Linked DNA regions of Mus musculus: region 2 is linked to region 1. The links are chromatin contacts, called in public targeted proximity ligation maps. All regions are on one chromosome and are shown on one strand. The core of a region is the stretch at or near the end of the contact, and the rest is flanking DNA. Distances in the headings are between cores, read along the strand shown.

Region 1 (6,096 bases), core at 2,479-4,978:
AAAATTTTAAAATACAGAAAAAAATCTATAGAGATTTAACAATTTTACCAAACACATCTCTACACTAAAACAACACATCTCTATACTTCTGTTTAGCTGCTCTTATGTTTTACCATGTACTTTTAAAATAAAAAAATTTAGGGCTGGAGACATGGCTCAGCGGTTAAGAGCACCGAGTGCTCTTCCAGAGGTCCTGAGTTCAAGTCCCAGCAACCACACGGTGGCTCACAACTATCTGTAATGGGACCCGATGCCCTCTTCTGATGTGTCTGAAGACAGCTACACTGTACTCCTATACAATAAATAAATAAAATCTTTAAAAAAATGTACAGGTGAAACTGCACCTCCCTTTAATACTTGTTTATTATTATAGTGTGTGTGTGTGTGTGTGTGTGTGTGTGTGTGTGTGTGTGTGCTCACATGCACATGTGTATATGGGTATGCATGCACACAGAACACATGTGGCGGTCAGAGAACAATGTTATAAGTAGATGCTCTCCTTCCACCTTTCTGGGTTTCAGGTGACAAGCTCAGGCCACAGTCTTGCCAGCTCATGAAGCCTTTTTATGCCCTAGTCTGTTCCTAATAGTCTTCATCTTTGTTCCCCTTTTGACCTATAGTTTCTGCGAATCATCCTACATCACCTTTATGTGTGTAATGTGTACATGTGTGTCTGTGCACTGTATGGTAGTCATAGTCAGCTGATACTCTGGGTCTTCCTACATTTTTTTTAACTCAATACTATCTTTTCTAGATATTCCCCTAATGATTCACTGAGATAGAACCCATCCACCTTGATGCACAGAATACTCTTTTTTTTTTTTTGGGGGGGGGGGTGTTCTAGACAGGGTTTTTCTGTCACTCTATAGACCAGGCTGGCCTTGAACTCAGAAATGGCTCTGCCTCCCAAGTGCTGGGATTAAAGGCTTGAGCCACCACACCCAGCACACAGAATACAGAGGTTGGAGGGCTATTTTCATGTCTTCCAGGAGCAAGTAAAGATTTATGTTTGGAAAGAAGCTCAGGGTGGGCATCTTGATCACTCTTAGGAACCCCCACTTCTGCTCTGCCCTGCATGCTGCTTTCTCTAAACTCCACTCCTAGGCTTCAACATCCGAATTTCCTACTGATTCCACACTCTCAACATCACCACCATCTCCTTCCCCCGTTTCCTCCCCCTGCCCCTCCTTTCCTTCTTCCTTTGTCTGTATAGTGGTACTATCTCCCCAGTAGCTTAATCTAAAGCATTCTATTTAATGGTTCCTTCTCCTTCATCCTATCCCTTTCATAACCTTACCAGGGCCCAGCAATTGGGCATCCATTGTGGATCTATTTACACTGTCACTGTCCCAGTCTAGGCCTTGACCCCTGTGCTGGTTCTAATCTGATCTCTGTGAAAGCCATCTCAAGTCTGTTTGTAGACCCTACCACTGCATTGCATTAAAGGCTTTCCATTGTTCAGTCTAACTTGTCCAACTTTGGCTCCTATGATATGCTACAGTCCTCCCAAACAATGCTAAATCCATAAAGCCATACTAAGAGCTCAAAAAGGCAAGATGGGGAGATGGCTCAGTGGTTAAGACAGTTTGCTGCCCCTTCAAAGGATCCAAGCTCCATTTCTAGCACCCATGTCAGGCAGTTCACAAGTTCCTGTCACTTGAACTCCCAAGGGATTAGACACCCTCTGGTCTTCAGGGACATATATCCCATGACATATGGGATATACACAAATTTTAAAAATTAAAGAATTACAAAAAAAAGAATATTTAAAAACTGCTCTGCCTCAACTTGTGTTACAATGAAAGTGTTAATAATAATAATAAAAGCCTATGTTTGATCATGCCAGAACCTTGAGAATAAAGCATTAAATGTGCCCTCTTCCTCCATCCCACTACATGACAAAATTTTGAGTATATGAATTCTAAGCATAATAAAGAAAAGTAAAACCATTGAAAGGCAAAGAAAACCTTGTCTGGGACCAATGGAATGTTCTTCTTCTGGTAGTTGTCCACTATTGGGCCAGGGTGTGAAGATAGGTTTTGAGTTCCATGTCTCACCAGAGCCAAATACCCACCCCCACCCCAGATCCTAGTTACATAACTACAAGAACACATCTCAGTGTCTCTAGCCTCCGTGGCTTCTGTACCCACCAGCAGCCAGCCACCCAGACGACACTGCCTTCTCTATCTCCACTTATCTACCACTCCTCACCTACCTATATACAACGATATACCATGTGTCTGCCATCCATCACTGTGCATTACTGAAAGGCATGGATAATTCCATAGTCAAGGGTATTGACTATGTTACAGCCCAAACCTGGTCTATTATTAAAAGGAGGAGGGACGATTTTAGTCTCCTCTTTGTTAGAATGAGAACTTAATTTCCTCCTTTATGATCGCTGCCCATATCAGGGCTGGTGCTTTTTATTGATAACAACATAGTAGCATTGGACTACATTTTAAGGGAGTTTAGATCTCTGCACAAGAAAGCTGTCCCAGGACTTGTTCTTCTGCCTAACCATCTGATCCAAGGCTCTCTAATTAAGCCTAAGTCTAGCCATAGTCAGCACTTGAGTGTCCACTCATACCTGCCAATGGTCACTCATATTTAGAGATACATATTTCTCTAACTCCTCCATTTGTACCTAAAGAGATAGATGAGAAGGGAGGAGTAGTCAGGACAGATCAGCTGAACTAGCAAACACATGGCTGAAACTCAGTGGCTGTGTACAATGCATGCTCATTTCTAACTCAGAAAGAATTCTGGAAGGATGCTCAGGTTAGCGGGCTGTCCTTGGTCTCCAGCTACCTCCATCCTATGGGCCTACCATGCTGTGGAGCATCATTGAAGTCCATATCTAGGAAACGAAAGGAGAAGGCATAATCTACCTACCCAGGATAGTTCTGAGGCCAAGCCCCAAAGAGCAAGTACCACTTCCATGTATACTGCACTGGAGCCAACTCAGTCCCTTGGGATTGTAGGCTGAATGCTCAGGAAGGAGACACTCCAGTTGGTCTGGGGAGACACAAAGGTATTAGACATCAAGGTCTGTGAAAAGACGGCGATAAAAGAATAAGGCAGCCCCTGCAAGGCTGACATGGTTAGGAGCTGAGACTCCACAGCTGAAGACCATGACAAGGCTGCCTGATACCACACACCTATGAGAGCCCTTTTAAAAATAACTTTATATCGATTCTTTGTGAACTTCACATCATGCACCCCAGTCCCACTCATCTCCCCATTCTTTATATCCACCCTCTGCCCTTGCAGACTCCCCCATCCCTGAAAGAAAACAACAATAACAAAAAAACAGACAACAAAGCAAACAAACCAAAACAACAGCAACAGCAACAAAATCTCCCCCTAGGAAGTGCTCTGTCACAGTGTGTCACACATTATACCTTTGCCCAAACAGCCTTACTTGCAAATGCCCATTACAATGAGTCTGATCTGGTTCAAGGCCTCTGGCTTCTGCTACACTATCAATACTGGATCCTCACCAGGACTCACAGGACTATCGTTGCCCTGTGTCATGGAGATCCTGCAGGACTGGTCCCTTCGTGCACTCCTACAAATTATAGATGGGGTAGATGTTGAGGTGGGCCAACTCAAAGCCCTGGATCTGTACCTGGATGGAAGCTAAGTTGGTCAGCTCACCAGCTCTCCTGTGCCATTGACACCAGAGCCAGCTCTCCGGCACTGCCCCAGCTCTCCAGCACTGCCCCAACAAGGGGCAGGGCCAGCTCTCCCTTTCTCATGCCATCTGGGGCTGGCTTTTCCTCACCCATGCCACAGTTCTGATGTGCTGCCCAGACAAAGTGCAGGGCCTGTTCTCCCAAGAGTTGCAGCCAGCAAAGGGTGGGGCCAGCTCTAAGCAAGACTTCCTTGAAGGGAGCCTTGGATGCACCTGTGCACATCTCCCATGCATAGCATACATGGATGTGAAGGAGTCAAAATGTTGTCTAGCTGTACATGTAACTTGAAGAAGTAGAGTTTGATGACAACTAGATATCAGAATCTCAGCCATGTCCCCAAAACTGATTTTTACAAAGATCCTGTACTTGGAATTCCAATGATCTTATAACAGTTCTAAACCTATGAGTGAAAACCTTTTTGGGGTCACATATCAAATATCTTAGTTATCAGATATTTATATTATGATGTAAGACAGTAGCAAAATTACAGTTATAAAACAGCAACAAAATAATCTTATTGTTGGTGGTCACCACAACATGAGGAACTGTAGCAATTGCAACAAGGGTGAGAACCACTGATCTAGAAGTTACTTGGGTCCCCATGTAGACACCTGCGTTTACTGCCTCTCCTCCGTGAGGATGCTCAGTACAGATCAGTACAGATGGGGATCAGCAACTTAAACCTAGCAGTAACATCTGTGACCTGCCCATTCATTCAATGAGGCCTGCCTAATCAATGCTGTTTCCATCTTCAGTTTTGTTGTTGGTTTTTTTTTGTTGTTGTTGTTTTTTTGGTTTTTTTTTTTTTTTTTTTTTGAGTGTATGAACAGCTCCAGCCAAAGCCCAGCTTCTTAGTGCTCATCTGGGAGTTAAATCTGAGAAGGGGAAGAGACCTCCAAGGTTCTCAGAGACTATGATCTTTCTTGAGTCAAGAAAAAAATCTGGAAACTTTAATGCCCTACTTTGTACCAAGTGACCTACCTTTCTGCTTTGACTTTCACCTCTGAAACGCTGGCCTGGCGGTCAAAGGATCACTTGGGAAGTTCTTTGCGTGGCAAACCTTAGGATACAGCTGCCAGTGTTCCCAACTCCACCCCCTGTTGGTCCTCCTACAAAAACATTGGGAAATCCTAAAAACACACAAGTCCTGACCACCCAGAAGACCAGGGTGAGGGTGTTCCCCCTGCCTGCTGATGACCCTCAGCAAGGAACATGGCACATCGCAGCCTGTATTGGTCCAGGACATACATGTTGAAGAGAATGACCCCATCCTGGCTTCTGCCACCACCACCTGCAGTGGGGCCCAGAGTCAAGTCCTGGTTAGGGAGATTCTCCACCGAATGTAATGATGACCCTGTGGAAGGTTCCAGACCATTCCCCCTTACAAGCTGGCTAAGAACTAGGAATAATGGCCATCCCAGTCATGCTCAGGTCCTAGCCTACTCTATGACTTAGGCAGGTGACTTCCAGGGCCTCGTGAGGGACAAGAGCATCATCTTTACCTACCTCCCTGGCAAATGCTAAAAGCCTGGAGTCTATGAGCTCTGAGGTCCTTGAACACATTCTGGAGGTCAGGAAGATGTGCCTGTCATTTTTCCTCTTGATTCAAAGGACCTAAGAAGAGTCCCACAGGGTGGCAGGTCACCCAGAAGGCAATACCAAGAGTGTTGTTTACCAAGAGTGTTGGTTTAGTTCCCGGCCATCAAGAACTGAAAAGGTGTCATGGCTCCAGGCAGACCATTTGAATTTAGATCTGGGTTTGGGGAAGGGCAATCAAAGGACATCTCCACATCCAAGATGATGATCACCATTTTATTTCCCCAGATGATGGGGAAAGATGAGAGCTGTACCCAAGCTGTGCTATTACACAGTGTGGGCTGAGCCCAGAGTGTTTCTTTCTCTGGTCTAACTATCCCTAGGCCTAAGCCTGGAAATTTCTAGCATCCATACAATTTAACCTTCCAACCTAACTGATTCAATCCAACATCTGTTGGCTTCTGTCTGAATTGCTCTGCTTGGCCTCAAACTAACCCTGGCAATCTGCTCTAATCTTCTGCCTCCTTCTTATTCTCTGGTTTCAACTGCCTTTGCACTGGCTCATTCTGTTTTCACCTACAACCTGTCTCTGTAAACCTGTCCTAGTAAAACTGCTTGCTTCCCCTGTCTCTGTCTCTCTCTGTCTCTGTCTGTCTGTCTGTCTGTCTCTCTCTCTCTGTCTCTCTGTCTCTGTCTCTCTCTGTCTCTCTCTGTCTCTGTCTCTCTCTGTCTCTCTCTGTCTCTCTCTCTCTCTCTGTCTCTCTCTCTCTCTCTCTCTCTCTCTCTCTCTCTCTCTCTCTCTCTCTTTCTCTCCTCCCCTGCTGCTCTCCAAAGTAGCCTCTCTTTCCTGTACTGTTCTCAT
Region 2 (6,425 bases), core at 3,626-6,125, 150 kb after region 1:
TGGCAGCATCCAGGCAGGCATGGTACAAGAAAAGCTGAGAGCTCTACATCCTCATCTGAAAGCTGCTAAGAGATTGCTGGCTTCCAGGCAGCTAGGATGAAGGTGAGGGTCTTAAAGCCCACACCCACAGTACCACACCTATTCCAAAAGGGCCACACCTTCTAATAGTGCCACTCTCTGGGCCAAGCTTATACAAACCATCACAATGCTCTAAGAATCAACGCTCTTTCTTGAGATATATTTAATTTCACAAAATCCAATGAGGAAGTACCATGGTGCCCATTTTATTGATTAGAAACCGAAGCACAGAAGCATGTGTAGCCATCAAAGATCACGCAACTGACTAAGCCTGGACCAGGATTTGAACCCAAGTGTCTAGGTACAGACTTAGCTACATGCTATGCAGTAATTGTTTTTGTAAACAATAAATTAATAAAAAACCAAACACGAGCCGGGCGTGGTGGCACATGCCTTTAATCCCTGCACTTGGGAGGCAGAAGCAGGTGGATTTCTGAGTTCGAGGCCAGCCTGGTCTACAGAGTGAGTTCCAGGACAGCCAAGGCTACACAGAGAAACCCTGTCTCGAAAAACCAAAAAAAAAAAAAAAAAAAAATTGCAATTTTACAAACTAACACAGGATCAAAATCTTCAAAAATCTTTCTTTTTTATTCTTCTAATGACTTGTTTTTTTGTATTTTACATGCCTTGGTGTTTTGCCTGCATGTATGTCTGCACAGTGATGTCAGGTCCCCTGGAAGTAGTATTACAGACAGTAGTGAACTGCCATGTGGGTGCTGGGAATTAAACCTGAATCCTCTGGAAGAATAGATAGTGCTCTTAATCACTGAACCATCTCTCCAGCCCAAAGCCTTTCTTTAATATTCCCCGAGGGAAACTAGACTCTGCCTTTCTTTCTCATAAGAACCGCTGGTCTAGGGATGAGGATTTTGGGACACTGTGAGCGAGTCTACTCTGGACTGCAGAAACACTGACCATGTCTCACTGACCGTGTCTGGCCCACATCTCAAGTTTCTCAAGGAGCAAGTGAGCTTCCTGACAACTGAGGCCGGAAGGCCTGCCAATGGAGAGGTGGCACGGGGCAGTGCCAGGCACCCGCACCTGCCAAGGCACTGGGAGATGTTGCCCAATGTCAGCACTAACTGACCTATAAAATGAAAAGAAGAATCTTAAGAGCTGGCGATCAAATAGGAAAGTCTATTAGAAATAGGATCCCAAGTGTGGCAGAGGGGAACATTGTGTACAAGTGACGTTAGATATATGGACAGAATTTTTTGCTCAAAACACACCTACTATGGTATATTATACATTAATATACATTAGTTTAGCCACTATGTGGAGGTTCCTCAAAAATCTAAAACTGTAATTACTATATGGTCCAGCTGGATATATATCCATGAGAATTAAAAGCAGCATTCAACACCCACGTGATATGTGGCTCTGTTCTCATTGGTCAGCCATGGAATCAGCTTAAGTGTCTAATAACAGACAAAGGCTGCATAATATGTAACACTGTGGAGCATAATTCAGCTGTACAGAGAAATGAAACTGTGGGATTTGTAGGAAAATAGATGGAACTGAAGATCACCGTGTTAAGCAAAACAAGCAGACTCAGAAACACACGGCTGCGTGCATTCTTTCATTTGGAGAATCTAGTTGGTTGGGGTTTTGTTTTTGTTTTTTTAAAGTCATGGAAAAAAAAAGATAGTAAACTCTCTGGGGTAGAAGAAGAGACCAAAAAGAAACAGGGTGGGAAGGGAGAGAATAGAGGGTAACTGAAGGGTGGATACACTCAAAATAGATCATACACGTGAGTGGAAATGTTGAAGGGATCAACTAATACTAATAGAAATATAAAACCACCTTCCATGGGGAAGGCATCATGACAGGAACTGTGGGAAAGGAGGTGACTCAGATACATCAAAGCCCAGCATGGGAGCAGCCAACACCCACAAGCACCCTGCAGTTCCACCCAGCAGTACAGTGTGGCTGGTAAAGCAGGCCACACCATGGACTGATGCAGTGGGAGCCTTAGGACAAGCTTATACTTTACACAGGGAGTTTGAGGAGCTACCATCTGCAGCCAGCCAATAAGGACAGTTATGTTGTCTTAGTGAATCCAAGGGAGCTGGACAAAGGACAAGCCAGCTGCAGGAACACGGGAGTCAAGGCAGGCCCCAGATGCCAGCCAATCCACTGCCATCCTTCTTTCAACAAACGCCAACTCCTTCAACAAACGCAACCACTATTCAGCATTATCCATAGGAACCCTATTGCTTACAGCTTCAAAGCCTACTTTTAATGATGGTTCTTAAATGCTTTAACCTCCCATCTAGCCCATCATCCATCAGAGGCAGTGGGAAAGAAAGAATATGGGGGAAATCGAACTGTCTAGAAATGATTCCTTGGAGCAAATCTCATCTGCATTGATTGTCAGGAAGTTAGCAGTTCAGTTCACAGGTCAGCAGCGGCAGCTCAATCCACTGGAAAGCACTTCAGGGATATAGCAGAAGTCCAGTTCAGTAGTGTCAGGATAGCAGCAGTGGTGGCGCGACCTAGCAGGAACAGCCAGGCCTCAACTGAGTTGGCACAAGTCAGCAGGAGGATTAGGACCGGCAGAGATGCCTCGAGTTCTTTGCCTTGCCTCTCTCCATGAAGACCAAGAAGCACTGCATAATATGTATCAAAAGATGGCCTAGTCAGCCATCACTGGAAAGAGAGGCCCATTGGACATGCAAACTGTATATGCTCCAGTACAGGGGAACGCCAGGGCCAAAAAAATGGGAATGGGTGGGTAGGGAAGTGGGGGGGAGGATATGGGGGACTTTTGGGATAGCATTGGAAATGTAATTGAGGAAAATATGTAATAAAAAATATTAAAGAAAAAAATGAGATTATGTAATATGACAGAACGTGGATGGAAAGAATTGGGGGCTCAGTCTGCATGTAGTTCCAGAACTAGCAGAGAAAATTACAAGCTACCAAGGAAGAGTGACTCCTGTATAAATAAGAGCAAACCAACAGTCCAGTTGTTGCATAGAACATACATATAATTTGTAAAAATTCCTTATTTAGGAAAAAATTAAGGTTGACTGGCATTCTGGGATATGTGTGTGTGTGTGTTATATTGTTATGACTAATTTTACTTAAACATGAAATTTTGAGCCTCAGCTGAGCTCATAACAAACCAAAATAAAAGGGAGGCGTTAGCTTGTGTCTGGCCTGTGAGCTCTGAGGCAGGTGAAAAAAAAAAAAAAAGAAGAAGAAGAAGAAGAAGCACTGCATAGCTAGCTTTACCAGCAGGCCCCTCATAGTCCCTTGAGTCCTATTTATCCTTCTTCCAAACATCACATGTCCTCCATGGGTTTTGCCTCAGCACGTGAGTCTGTCTTAGCAGAACTCCATGTAAATCTGTATCCGTTGACATCACTCTGCCAGTCGGCCTGAATCTGCGGAAGCAGCAAGGAACTGCAGCACACCACCAGAAGATTTTTTGGTGCATTTCTCTCTATAGCATCCCAACAAAAGAGGCTCAACGACGCCATGTAAGACAGACTAATGCATGGATGTCATTAGCAAGGAATCCTTCATCACATGTCCTTTCACATGCTTGCTTTAGCAGAACATCCTTTCAACTGTGTCTGCTTCAGAAAAACACTCCTTCATGTGTTTGCCCCAGCAAAACACCATCTGATGCAACTGGCTTTCCAAAGAAAAGCAACTTCAGGGTTCTCTAGAGTTACAGAGCTTAAGGAATGAATGAGAAAGACAGAGAGACAGACAGACAGAGACAGACAGAGATGGAAGATGGAGGGGCTTACAGTCCAACTAACCCAACAATGGCCAGCCATGAATGGAAAATAAACTCCCTTATCCTTAAGTTGTTTTTGTCAAGTATTTTGTTATAGCTACAAGAAAAGCAACTAATACATCTATGACACAGATTCTAAGATAAGACTGACATGGCCTTATCTTAGTTAAGAGCAGAGGACCCAGACTCAGTGTTCAGCACCTACACAGCAGCTCACAACCGTCTATAACTCTAATTCTTTGGGCTCCAACACCGTCTTCTGGCCTTGGCAAGTGATGCACAAGCATACGTTCAGACACATAAAATAAAAAGAAGAAAAAACACTTTAAGATTCTACAGACACTCAAACTGGTTGGTTAATAGAACTTCCTGAGCGTGGAGAGTTGGAATGCTGCAGATCTGGAGCCAGTATTACCTTGATGTATCTTTAATCCTCTTCAGTACCATTTATCATCTACCCTAATATCTACTTGACTATTAGCTACAAGTATATTGCAGTAAGAAGGACACCCACTGGGATTTCTAGATTCTTATGTCCCTGAACATATGTAAGGACAAAGACATAGATGGCAACATGGGCATGAGATGATAAAGAGTTTGTTGGAATTCATTGTAAAAGGCAAAAGCCAAACCCCAGGGAGGGATGACACCACTGAGAAGAAGCAGGACCATTAAAGTCAAGAAGATACTTGGTTTTATCTTTTGGGCCATTTGCTCAAAGATTCATATCTGGATAGGTAGGCAGGCATCTCACTATCTCATTAAGTAGTCAACAGCACACTGCATGTCTTTCTTGAGACCACAGGTCCTTAGTAGCTATGCTCCAGATGCTGGTATACAATAAGTCATGACCTAGTTGTTAAAGTAAGGAGATTTTGCTTTCATTTTTGATCTTCTGTCTCTACAAAAACATGTCACTGTTCAAGACAAGTCACACAGCAAAGCCAGCAACAATGAAGCAGGAATTCACCGTCTCTCACAATGTCAACAAGGCCACAGGACAGAGCACTGGAGATAGAACATAACCAATCAGGACACGGGAAGGAAATCAGGACTAACCCGGCTGACCAAATGTAGCGCTTCAGAGATTGAGTGCCTTGCTCAAACCTGCTGATTCTGCTCTCATGACATGTTGGAATCCCAGAGAGTACATAAGTCTAATTTTTATTAATCCCAGATCGTGGCTCTACTTCCACAAAATGGGTAGATTAGTTTTGTCTTGAAAGGTTTAGAAATATGTAGAGACTAAAATCCCTATTTTCTCTGACCTCTGGCTCAGAAGCAGAATACGTCTTACTCTACTCATTTCCAGTGCCTTCCTTAGAAAAATAGTTGCTACTGTTATCATGACAAATGTTTTAAAAATTGAATTATGTTCATCTGTACCATGTTTAAGATACAACTAATGAGTTTGGAATCTCACTCGAACTTTAGCCATGCTACAGTTGTTCACGCACTTAAAAAGTCACCTCCATAATAGATTGCCTAACATAAAGAGCTGTGTTTGGTTTAAAGGTAATTCCAGTTCATCTGTGGTTTATTAGCTGTGATCAGATCTGGCTGCAAGTATCCACAAGGACAGAGAAAAAGCAGAAAATCAAAGACCTCGCCTATCTCTCCATAGCCAAGGCAAGAAGATTTTTATTGAAGTCTTTAACATAGTGCTTATGCCTGTTAAAAACAAGAATATGTGTTTATGGAATGCTGGGGACACAATCTAAAGCAAAGAGTGTTGCGTCCTGTTTCCTGATGGGTACATCGGTACAGACTTAAGAACTTTGAGCTTTTGTTTATTGTGTGCTTGGGCTATAAACCAAGAGCTAGATTAAGTCCCTGTGTTTTTTAAAATCATCTTTTTGCAGAGTCACCACGTTCATTAGTAGAAGCTCCAGCTGTTAGAGAACACAACTTCATTTTCTGTACAGAGTTGTGAAATTTCTCAATAGTCGGCCCTTCCATTTATAATAATGCTTGCCTTTGCCTGATTAAAAGGCTGACAAAAAGCCTTGTCTAAACCAAGAGGGGCTCTCACAGGGATTCCTGGGAGGAAGCAAAAAAAAAAAAAATCACCAGCTCCACCTCACCTTCTATACCCTCACACACATGTTCTGTTGCTAAAGATTGCATCACACTATAGATCTTCCCTAGGATGGGACAATGACCTCTAAAAGGTCATTGGGTCCTTTTTCTGTTTTTCTGAGACCTTAGCACACAAAACACTTCTATCCAGTGAATTTCCTTTCCCAAGGAAATTAGAAATCAACCAAGAAATCACCCTATATCCTTATAGAAAGCAGAGTGTACATTAAAGCAGACACAAGCTATAGACTAAGTTGCCTGTTCTGCCTCGATGGACCTTCCCGGATGTCCATTCGTTTTCTGATCTCTCCTGCTTCAGATGAAGCAACCCATTCTTCATGACATAAAAGGATTCATGAGTTATATATTGATTTATCTCCTTACTTACCTTTACTGGAGGATCTGTGCTCTCCAGGTCTCTTCAGCCATGTGAACCTGCATCTCATACTATAGTCTAACAGACATACCATTAATGTCAGTGCACAATAATCATGCATGCAATTAACGAATAAATAAA

The links.
Region 2: a contact with region 1 is called in a targeted proximity ligation map of hepatocytes, with 4 times the contacts expected there. A contact is called at or near these places in 1 of 39 promoter capture datasets (liver), 6 of 484 Hi-C or Micro-C datasets (embryonic stem cells, liver and nephron progenitors), 3 of 130 datasets of targeted methods (the NIH/3T3 cell line, hepatocytes and liver) and 1 of 9 other capture datasets (embryonic stem cells).

What each region holds. Positions count from the first base shown.
Region 1 is chr19:36,622,328-36,628,423 of GRCm38.p6, forward strand. Hectd2os (Hectd2, opposite strand) reads right to left here. Exons shown (of 5, transcript NR_033510.1): 4 at 2,896-3,018. Among named protein-coding and RNA genes, the nearest start is that of Hectd2os, 64 kb to the right of the region's middle.
Region 2 is chr19:36,774,621-36,781,045 of GRCm38.p6, forward strand. No RefSeq gene overlaps it. Among named protein-coding and RNA genes, the nearest start is that of Ppp1r3c, 41 kb to the left of the region's middle.